Linked DNA regions of Macaca mulatta: region 2 is linked to region 1. A link is a contact called in public Hi-C data. All regions are on one chromosome and are shown on one strand. The core of a region is the stretch at or near the end of the contact, and the rest is flanking DNA. Distances in the headings are between cores, read along the strand shown.

Evidence for each region. A called contact is a pair of places that touch in the nucleus more often than the background predicts.
Region 2: a contact with region 1 is called in a Hi-C map of fetal cortex germinal zone, with 4 times the contacts expected there. The contact joins the promoter of MTMR6 here to the promoter of AMER2 in region 1. A contact is called at or near these places in 2 of 14 Hi-C or Micro-C datasets (fetal cortex germinal zone and fetal cortical plate).

The regions. Positions count from the first base shown.
Region 1 is chr17:5,396,316-5,401,513 of T2T-MMU8v2.0, forward strand. AMER2 (APC membrane recruitment protein 2) reads right to left here and starts at 3,285. Exons shown (of 2, transcript XM_077974287.1): 1 at 1,844-3,285; 2 at 1-1,477. The coding sequence starts at 2,618. The coding sequence ends at 600.
Region 2 is chr17:5,514,269-5,519,194 of T2T-MMU8v2.0, forward strand. It overlaps MTMR6 (myotubularin related protein 6), which reads right to left and starts at 1,895. Exons shown (of 14, transcript NM_001267015.1): 1 at 1,755-1,895. The coding sequence starts at 1,778.

The sequences.
Region 1 (5,198 bases), core at 2,035-4,534:
TCAATGGTCCCCTCCGCTCATCAGGTAAATACCTGGCTCTTTCAGCTTTGGAGGTGTTTTCCACACAGTGATACAGCAAAGGTTCTTTCTTTTTTTTCCTTTTTCTTTTTTTTTCCTGGAAAGGAAAGAGGAAAGAAGGGAAGGAAGGAAATCTGTCTTGGAAGAGGAGATCTCCTCTGGTTCTTCAGTGGTTCCTTCAAGCCTCCGGACACTGGCTCATCCCAATATCCAGGCATGACTCTTATTTAGGTTTGGCTAAGTCCTGTTTTCTGCAAAGGCAAGTAAAGGTGACTTCCAAGTGTTCACTATATTAAAGAAAAAAAGAAGAAAAACTTAAAGGTAAAAAAGAAAAAAGTGCTTGAAAATAACTCTCAGGGACTTATCTTGAGAGGAGAATCCCAAGTGTAGCATCCCTCTTTCCGGTGTTATCCTGTCCCTGCTCAGGGCACAGACACCTCCTCGGTCCATGCTCTGGAGCAGGCGGGGACGGGTGGTGTCCTAAAAGACTTTCTTTAGGAAAAGCAAAACTAACTGCAGTGGTTTCCAGGGAAAAGTTGTATTCCTTGACATGTGGCCCATCCACTTTGGCCTGGAAGACCTCACAACTTTTTGGCACTGTCGTGGCAGGCCGTTGCCCTGATGGTGGTCCCAGCCAAGCCCCGGTTGCTGACTCTGCGGACCAGCACTTTGGAAACCGGGATTTTTGTTCTGGGCATCTCACTCCTGGAGGGTTGCTGGTGCACCACGGGATGGCTAGATGGAAGGTTGGTCAGATGCTTGATGCTAATAGGGATCTTAGAGTCCTTCAACAAGCTGCCTGGGGTTCGCAGCGGACAAGTGATGGTGCCTGGAGATACGGGCTTTAACCGGGACAGGCAGGACGTCTCCTCGTTGTCCTTCCCCCCAGGAAGGGTTGCTGGACTTCCGTCCGGGTCGGCATAGAGATCGTAGAGCGCGTCCCCACTGTAGCTATCCCGGGGGATGCCCGCCTTCTTCCCGCTGCTGGCGCTGTCTTCCTCTGGGCCTGGCGTGGTGGAGTCCCAGTAGCCCTCGTCGCTGTTGGGGACGCCTTCCTGCTGCTCCTTCTCCGGGTGCTTGGGCTCCTCCTTCGGATGGGGCTCGATGGGAATCCGGTTGAGCCTCCTGCGCTTGACCGAGGACGCGTCCTTGGCCGCTTCCACACACCTGGTGTCTTTGGGGGTTTCGGGCGCCACCTTGGCTTCCAGCGCAGCTGCCACCTTAGCCGCGCCCTCCTGGGGCCCGGGTGCCTGCTCCTCGGTCTGGGACAGCATGTCCCAGAACTCCTGCAGGTAGGTGTCGTCCACCTCGTCCGGGCTGGCCATCTCTTCCCCGCCTCCCTGGTAGGCCACCACGCCGGGGTTCTTTGTAGAGAGAGCCGGCTTGCCTGGCCCGGGGGCATGCTTGTCACAGCTGGGACCTGCCTCTTCCTCTGGGTCTGCAATAATATCTCCACAGCCTGTAAGAGAGTCAAAGCTTTTCAGTGAAGTCACGTCAGAAAACATCAAACAAATACGATCTGCCGACGGGTCTGAGGGTGGATCGACAGAGGCAGGGTCCGGGGCGGCGGGCGCCCGGCCGCTGCCGCCTTCGGAGTCGACAAGGGGGACCGTCTTGACCGGAACGGCCCCCGTCCTGGACGCGTCCTCGGCCGTGCGGACCTCCCCGGGCCCCGGCTCGGGGGGTCCCCGGGGCTTCTCGGCGCGCCGATGCCCCGCGGCGTCCTCTCCCCGGGCGCCGGTGTCGGGGCCCTCGGCCTCTCGGCAGCTCCGCGCTGGGGCGCGGTCGGCGGGGGCGGGCACCTCCTCTCCCCCTGCGGGCTCACCTGCTGGGTCTCGCGGGGCGTCCTGGCCGGGCTCCTCCGGCTCGCGCGCGGCTCTGGGCGTCACCTCCTTGACGCACTCCAGGCTGGCGGTGAGCGAGCCGGGCAGGATCAGGCCGCCCCCGGCCGCGCGCCCCTCCGCGGCCTCCGCCTTGGCCCGCTTGTCTTTCCGGTGCCAGCGCATGCCGCTGAACAGCCCCCGCAGCCCCCGCTTTTGTTTGCCGCCGGCCTTGCTCGCGTCCGCGGGGTCCCCCTTGCCGTTTTCCGAGCGCCCGTTCTTCTTCAGCAGCGAGAAGAAGCTGTGCGACTTGGCCACCGAGCTGCTGGCGAGGGAGCCCCCGCCGGGCCCCGCGGCTCTGGGGGGCCCCGGATTCGGCCGCCCCCCGCCGCCCCCGCCGCCGTCGCCCCCGCCGCGCGGCTCCTCCTTCCTGCCGCTCTCCAGCACCAGCACCTCGGCCAGTCCGTCGTGGGTCCTGCTCCTCACCAGCCCCGTCGGACCCGAGCTCTTCCCGTCCCCTTTGTTTTTGACCCCAAAAATGCTGGGCATGGTGCCACCCGATTTCCTTTTCTTGAATAATTTGAAGGCGGCTTTATTAATCTTCCCCGACGGCGGCTCGGCGGCCGGCGTCTCGGCGGCACAGTCACAATGCAAGTCCATGTCTGCCGCGAGGGTCCCGGCCCCGGCCTCCGCCTTCCTCCTGCAGACCCCCGCGGACGCGCCAGCTCCGCCGCGCTCGCTGACAGCCCCGCCGCCGCCGCGGCTCCGGCTCGTCTCCATGGAAACCGCGCGGGCTGAGCCGCTGTCGTCAGCAGTGGGCTCGCGCCAGGCCACTGTCACCCGTGTTCTAAATCAACCTGAGCCGCGCTCGCCGCCGCCGCTGCAAAAGAAACACACATAAAAGACCATCTTCCCTCCCGCAAGGGCTTATGTAATCCCCTAACCCACTTCCATCCGACTTGGCGCGGCGCTGCATGGCGTTTGTGGGGCACGAGCAGGCGACACAGCCGCGAGCTGATTGCAGAAATTCGAGTCGTAATGATGGAATTCAGATTCCCTCAACTCTCACCCACCTTCCGAATCCTTCTGCAGACTCGCGCTTCGCGGGAGCGCAACCGTGGATCACGCAATGCCTCTGAAAACGACAGCGCAATTCAACCCAGCACAAAATGCTTGCTTTTCTTATCCTCTCTCTCCTGGACTCCATGCATCTTCATGCCTTTCCCAAGCCCTGCATGTCTGTCCTTAGCACTAGTGCACTAAGCGCAGCAGGCAGGAAGCACGTCTGCCTACATCCATGTCTTGTCCAGAGCTAAGCACACGCTAGGTCCATGCGGTGTGGCTGTCGTTATGGTTATGGTTCTTGTGACAAAAGTACACGGCACCACTCAGTGGATCAGCAACCCGGCAATGCGCGCACAACAGCTCCCCGGGGTGGAGTTTGGCTGCACCTTTGGGACAACCATGAGTTTTATCCCAGACTCCAGCCACCATGGGATGAAGTCACAGACGCCGGGGCCCAGCCCACATCTGATAACAATAGACAAGCTGACCGAGAACACAGGCTGGGCATCTCAGACCCACTCCACAGGTGGGCCTTCGGGTCTGGGTCCTGCCCTCTCCTTTCCCACTCAGCGGGACGCTGGCATTGTTCCTGTCACTGCTGTACCACTCCCCTCCCCCATCCCACCAGGGCTGACTTGTAGCCCCCTTCCCCAACAGACAGAGCAGAAAAAGCTTGGCAGGGGTCCCTGTGTGTCCAGGGGTCTCTGCAGACGTTCCTACCGGCCTGGCCTGGGGAGAGGGAAAACCTTTTTTCTGGAAACAGCCCAGTCTAGGGATCTCCTCTGTGTTCTGATTTTAAAAGTGACTGCTAATATTCTCATCGTGACATCTGATTTCATAATCCCAGATGAGTGCTCCTTAGCAAAAAGAAGAAATTTGGAGAGGCATATACATATATTAATATAATGTATACAATAATATGTATATTATATATACATATTATATATGTATATGTTATATATGTATATATGTATATATTATATGTATATATGTATATAATGTATATAATATTATTATATACATTATATTAATATGATATATGATTATATAATAATATATAAGCATATACATATATTAATATAATATTAATAATTGATATAATTAATATATTAATAGAACACATATTAATAGACATATTAATATAAGCATATACATGTATTAATATATTAACATAATTAATATAACTATATTAATATAGTATATATAGTTTATGTTATTCAATCATTTGATTATTTATTAGATATCGTTTAAGAATATATGTAATAATTACATATGTATACAAATACCAGTCTCTTCCCTACTCATTTTTTATGTGCTGTTTGCATCATGCCAAGAAATCCCAATCCCCATCCGCATAAGTTGGCGTTTTATTAATGACGTATGTTGGCCATTGCAGCTTCTGTTGTTATGAGATACAGCTGGTTTACATTTAGACATTGGAGTTATTAGTTGTATTATTTCCTTTTTTGTTTATTTTTATCAAGAACACTGTTTTGTAAAACAAAGAAATCAATGAGTTCAGGTTCACAAGAGGTTGTTACTTCCGGACTCTAATCCCATGAACTCTCTCTCACTATTAATGAGCGTCTCTCCTGGAACAGGAAGTAAGGTGAGACCAGAAAGAGGCTTTCCGGGATTCTAACTGACCGCTTGACATCATGAATCAGACTCCTCAGTGCTTCCTGGGGAGACCGGGTGTAAGGAACTGTAAAGAGAAACCCATTCGTTATGTCTTTACAACCTTTTGAAGAACAATAGAAAGTCTCAATTTTACACACATACACACACACACACACACACACACACACACACACACACACCCCATACAGTTGCTTAGATTTGTGAGTTACTATGTAGCTCTGTCAGTTTGGAAGAGTTTGTGACTGGGATCAAGGAAAAGTAAGTCGCCTATTAAAAAATCTCCCTTTCTCCACTGGGAGAAAGTGGTCTGTTTATTCACCCATCAGGACAGGTCAAATGTGACTCTAATTTACATGAGAATCTTTGGGCCTCCTGGGAGAAATCTGATAGAGGACTTTGGGATGGGTATCATTCCTTTGGGACATCAACACTCAAACAAAGAGAAAGAGACAAAGCTGTCTTCAGCCTGGGGAAGTTGCCCTCACCATGAGTTCCTGGCCCTGAGACAGAAGAAAGCAGGGACCCCTGGAACCATCTGAAGACACTGGGCATGGGAGCTGTACAGTCTGCAGTGTGAGTGAGGACCCTCCAGCATCCTCCTACCCAACATCCTTGTTACAGGGATAGTGGGAAAAAGCAGGGTGAGGCCAGCTG
Region 2 (4,926 bases), core at 645-3,144, 120 kb after region 1:
TCCACCTCCCGGGTTGAAGCAATTCTCCTGCCTCAGCCTGAGTAGCTGGGATTCCAGGCGCCTGACACCACGCCCGGTTAATTTTTGTATTTTTAGTAGAGATGGGGTTTTGCCAGGTTGGACAGGCTGGTCTCGAACTCCTGACTTCAAGTGATCTGCCCACCTAGGCCTCCCAAAGTGCTGGGATTACAGGCGTGAGCCACCGTGCCCAGCCAATTTTTTTGTTTGTTTTTGTAGAAACTAGGTTTCACTATGTTGTCCAGGCTGGTCTCGGATTCCTAGGCTCAAGCGATCTGCCCGCCACGGCCTCCCAAAGTGTTGGGATTACAGGCGTAAGCCACCGTGCCCAGCCTTTTACTGGTTTTCGATTGTGTGCTATACACCGTAGAAAGCACATGAAAAACAGAGGAGGTTCGAACTGATGCAGAAGTCAGTCACGTGCACTTAGCTACTATATAATACGTATCTGGAACCAATACAAGAACCTGATCCAATGTCTACTCTAGTCCTCTTTTCCATCTGTGCACCTTCTACTAGTTTGGTTATAGACTTAAGCACCCTTCTATTTTCAAAATTTAAGTACCAACAACTTGAATTCTCAAGTTATTTTATCTTTCTTCTCTTAAAAAAAAAACGTTTTAAGGGGTTAGTTTTCAGCATCTTCAATTTTGTTAGATACGGTATGCACAACGTTAAAGACAAACTCTAATAAAAATTCATGTGTACCTTTAAAAGGTTTGTGAAACATTTAAAAAAATTGTAAAAACACAAATTCTTCTTGGAATAATGAAGATAACGAACATCTGCTGGTTCCCTAAATGAGCCGTAACTTTAAGATGGCCAGCAACTAACAGGGCTTCAGCTTTGCCAAAACGTGGAGAGGCTGCCTTGCAGTGGGCTCGCAGTGATTTTAGAATGTTACTCTTCCCGTCTCGATTTATGTTTTTCTCCCTCCCAAATTTAAACTTAAATGTCGTTGGAAACGTAATTTGGTAATATTCTGATGTCATTTCCTTTCGTTTTTAAATGCGTAATGAAATAAAAATATTTGTTCGTTCTCAAAGTTCTTCCACACACAAAAATTAAGCGTGGAGTGTAATAAGATTAATCGAGTAAAGCTGCATCCCGCCTTTTAAAATATGGAATAACATTCTCCCCTTCTCCAGAACTCCTGTTAAACTGACTACTGACACTTAGGACAATGCCTGAAGTTTGAAGCACCTACACGGAAACACCGGATCCGAAAAGACTGGAGACCGAGACAGCAAAGGGAGGTGGTGCGGAGAGCTGATCTCGGCTCCTCCAAAACTCGTATTGTGCATCTGCGACACGGGGCAAAGAAATGTGAGCAAGGACAAGCTTACACAGCATCATAATGTTAATTTGAAGACCGATTTTCCGGTAGATGAGGCAACGAAAGGCCGAAAGACCCCAAAGTTAAAGGAGCCTCAATTTTGCCCGAGAAAACGTAGAGCTAGGAGGGCGGGGGAAGTTTTCCCGGACTTATCCCTACGCACCCCGAGATGTTGCAGGAGGGACCCCTGCTCCTGTAGGTACAGGGGGCCTCTGCACCCCGCTGGGCCCAAGCTGACCCTTCCCTCCAAGACCAGGCCTGGCCAGACCCTCCCGCCCCGGGCCGGGTCTCCGCCGGGCCGGCCCCCAGCCCCGGTCAGGCCAGCCGAGCCTTCGTCTCCTCCTGCCTCAGCCGGGTCAGACCAGGGCCCCTGAAGACTGGTCGTCCCGCGCTCGACTACCTTGGTCGTCCGGATATGCTCCATCGCGAGGAGACGTCAGCCAGCAGCCGGCCTCACGGGCGTACCATGGGGCTAGAGAAACAGGGCGGTGACAGCCACAGAGAGCTAGCGGGAACTCCCTCCGCCGGCCAGCGACGCGGGTCCGTCAGCCGGCCCCGGTAGCGTCAACCGCGCAGGCGCAGCCGGCGAGCGCCGTCTCCTAGAAACACTTCCCCAAACCTCGCGGCCTCCCGGGGAACAAGGGGCTGGCGGACGGGCAGAGAGTCTGCGGACCGAGAGCGGCTTGCTGGTTCGTCCCGGACCGCGGCGGATCCCACAGCGCCCCCTGCTGGAGGAGGCCGATGCTGCTCACCACCCCTCCCGAGGCCGTCTTTGTCGTCCCGCAGAGCCCACGCGGGGCGGTCGGGGAGGAAGACTGCTCGAGAATGGATCCCCAGTAAAGGGCGCTTGTGGGGTGAGGGCAAGACTGGAGGATGTTCTGGGGTCCGTCGCCATACCAATGGACACCACCCAATTTAGTTTGAGCTGCAGTTCTACTCATAAGAATGTATTCTAAGGAAATAATTAGATTTGGAGTTATTATTCTAAGGAAATAACCAAATAACGAAACCAGCCTTATTTGAAACAAATCTCCAATACTACGGATTCCTTATGTAAAGTATGATGATTAGCTAGTCCTCAATCTGGTCTGCTGTCAGAGTCCCGCCTGCTACCTCAATTCCATACGATGTCAGCACCAGCCTCCATTAAAACTCACCCTGCAGAGGGATATCACGTAATGAAAATGCGAATGCTGCATTACCGAGGGAAGAAAAAAACTGGCTATAGAACAATAGGTTCGATGTAACCGTGTTCTGTAATTTTTATTTATGTAAACAAAAAGTTTACATTTCTAGAGGAGGGTTATTTTTGTTAGAATGCGTCTAATGTGGTACTTCTCAGCCTGGAGTGAGTGTTCTCCCCAGGGGACATTGGGCAAGCTCTGGAGATATTTTTGGTTGTCTCAAATGGGGGTGGGGGGTGGCGGCGGGGGGCAACTGGTGGGTGGAGGCCAAGTCGCAAGTCAGCTGCTGAACACCCTACTAGGCACCAGACCAACCCCCCAACAAGAAGGAATTAATTATCCGGCTCAGAGACAACAACAGTGCAGAGGTTGAAAAAACCTGCTCTATGCCAGGTGCGGTGGTTCAGGCCTGTAATCCCAGCACTTTGGGAGGCTGAGGCGGGCGGATCCATTGAAGTCAGGAGTTCGAGTTCGAGAAACCCTGCTCTACGTTTCGTAAGTATTCTGTACTAAGCGAATTAGGGTTTGTAATCTTCAGCTTTCTTACTGCGATTGGTGTTAGAAAAGCCTAACATCTACATTTTCTTTTATAATTAAAATTTTTGTTTCACTTATTTGTTTCATTTTGTTCAAGTTGTCTTGGCTTGTTTTGTTTTGAGTGCCTACTATGTTTCAGACAGATTGCCAACACAATGGAGATGGTTATTAAACACAACAGCCTTTGTGGTGGAGTTGCTGACTCCTTTAAGGTAAATATGTAAGAAGAGTTACATTAAACCACCTAGAAACCAACCTTAGTACAGTATCACATCCACCCCCTCCCCCCCAAAAAACCCCACAAAATCTGTTCAGAAAAAATATATATATACGAATATATATGGAGAGAAAGATAAAAATAATGTAGGTCTTTACTGAGGATTGCTTTTTGAGAAAACAGAAAGAGGTGAATTGTATAGCACACAGCAAGACTTTCTTAATAAAACCTCTTTATATCATTTTCCTCCCAATTTATATCTTCCTCCTTCCCCATTCCCCTACAGATCATCCTCCCTCTTCTCATCTCCTCACTTCTTGTGTCCTCTCTTTACCAATTCTCACAGAGAGGCCATCACAATGATGTCAGGTGACCAAATGTACTGAGTGCTTTGCAGGTATTCGGAGGAAAATGCTATTGCTTTCCTTATTTTAGAGATGAGACAAGTGAGACACAATGAAGTAAAGTAACTTGCCCCATATCACATAGCAGATAAAGCCAAGATCCATGTTATAAAGCCAGACAGGCTGACTTCAAAGTCTGTGTTCTTGACAACTGTTTTACATTGATTGGCTTCTCAAAATCCATATTAAAGTTCTATTTATGTTAATATGATAGTCTAGAAAATTACCTAGCTTTACAGAAATAAAGTAAAATAACAGACAAAATATTAAATGACATTTCTTTGACTCTTGAGTTGACTACTCTTGCACTAGATAGAATATTCCTTATGGTTAAATCTGACAATCACTCAGTTCCATTATTTTTCCTCAAGACGTCTCTTTAGAGGTCTCCAGATGCTTCTAGGAGCCTCTTCTCCTTTTGCTTCAGTTTGTACTTGTGTTCGCTGAGCTTACTGAATGAGTATTATCCTGGGACTGTCCTCACCATGGGCCTGAGAAATGTGTTGGTTACTTGCGCTGAATTTTTAGATCCTGTGGTTTATCTTTCTTGATTTACTTACTTGCATTGTTTTATTTTGATGTAGTATATTCTGTATTAACTTCCTGAGAAAGGGTGAATGCAGCATAAATCCTTGATGGGAAGTTTGACTGGGTCTAGAATTCTGTAATTTTAATTAGGATTTTGAAAGCTCCCAGAGACGTATCCTAACTTTCAATGCAGTTCAGAAATCCGATGGTGTTCCGATTTCCCTTTAGGTATCGCTTCTACTTTCTCAGGATGCTTTTTGGGTCTCTTTATCGCCAATGGTCTAAAATTTCAACAATAAACCTTAGCTTTCTTGTTTATTTTTCTGCCTAATGTTTTGAGCTCTGTAATCTGAAAACATAAGTCCTTCGATTCTGGGACATTTTCTTGTATTATTTCTGTAATAATTACTGTTTCATTCTTTTTCCTTCTTCCTTTTTCTTTCTTCCCTTTTTTAATTTTTTTATTCTTCTCACCTGTCTTCTCTCCTGCATCTTTCTTCTTTCCTATTTCCCTCTTGTCCTTTCTCCTTTCTTTTTATTTTGTTTTATTTTTATTTATTTATTTTGAGACAGGGTCTTACTGTGTCACTGAGGTTGGAGTGCAGTGGCACAATCTCGGCTCACTTACAGCCTCGACCTCTCAGGTTCAAGCAATCCTCCCACTTCAGCCTCCTGAGTAACTGGAACTACAGGTGGGCACCA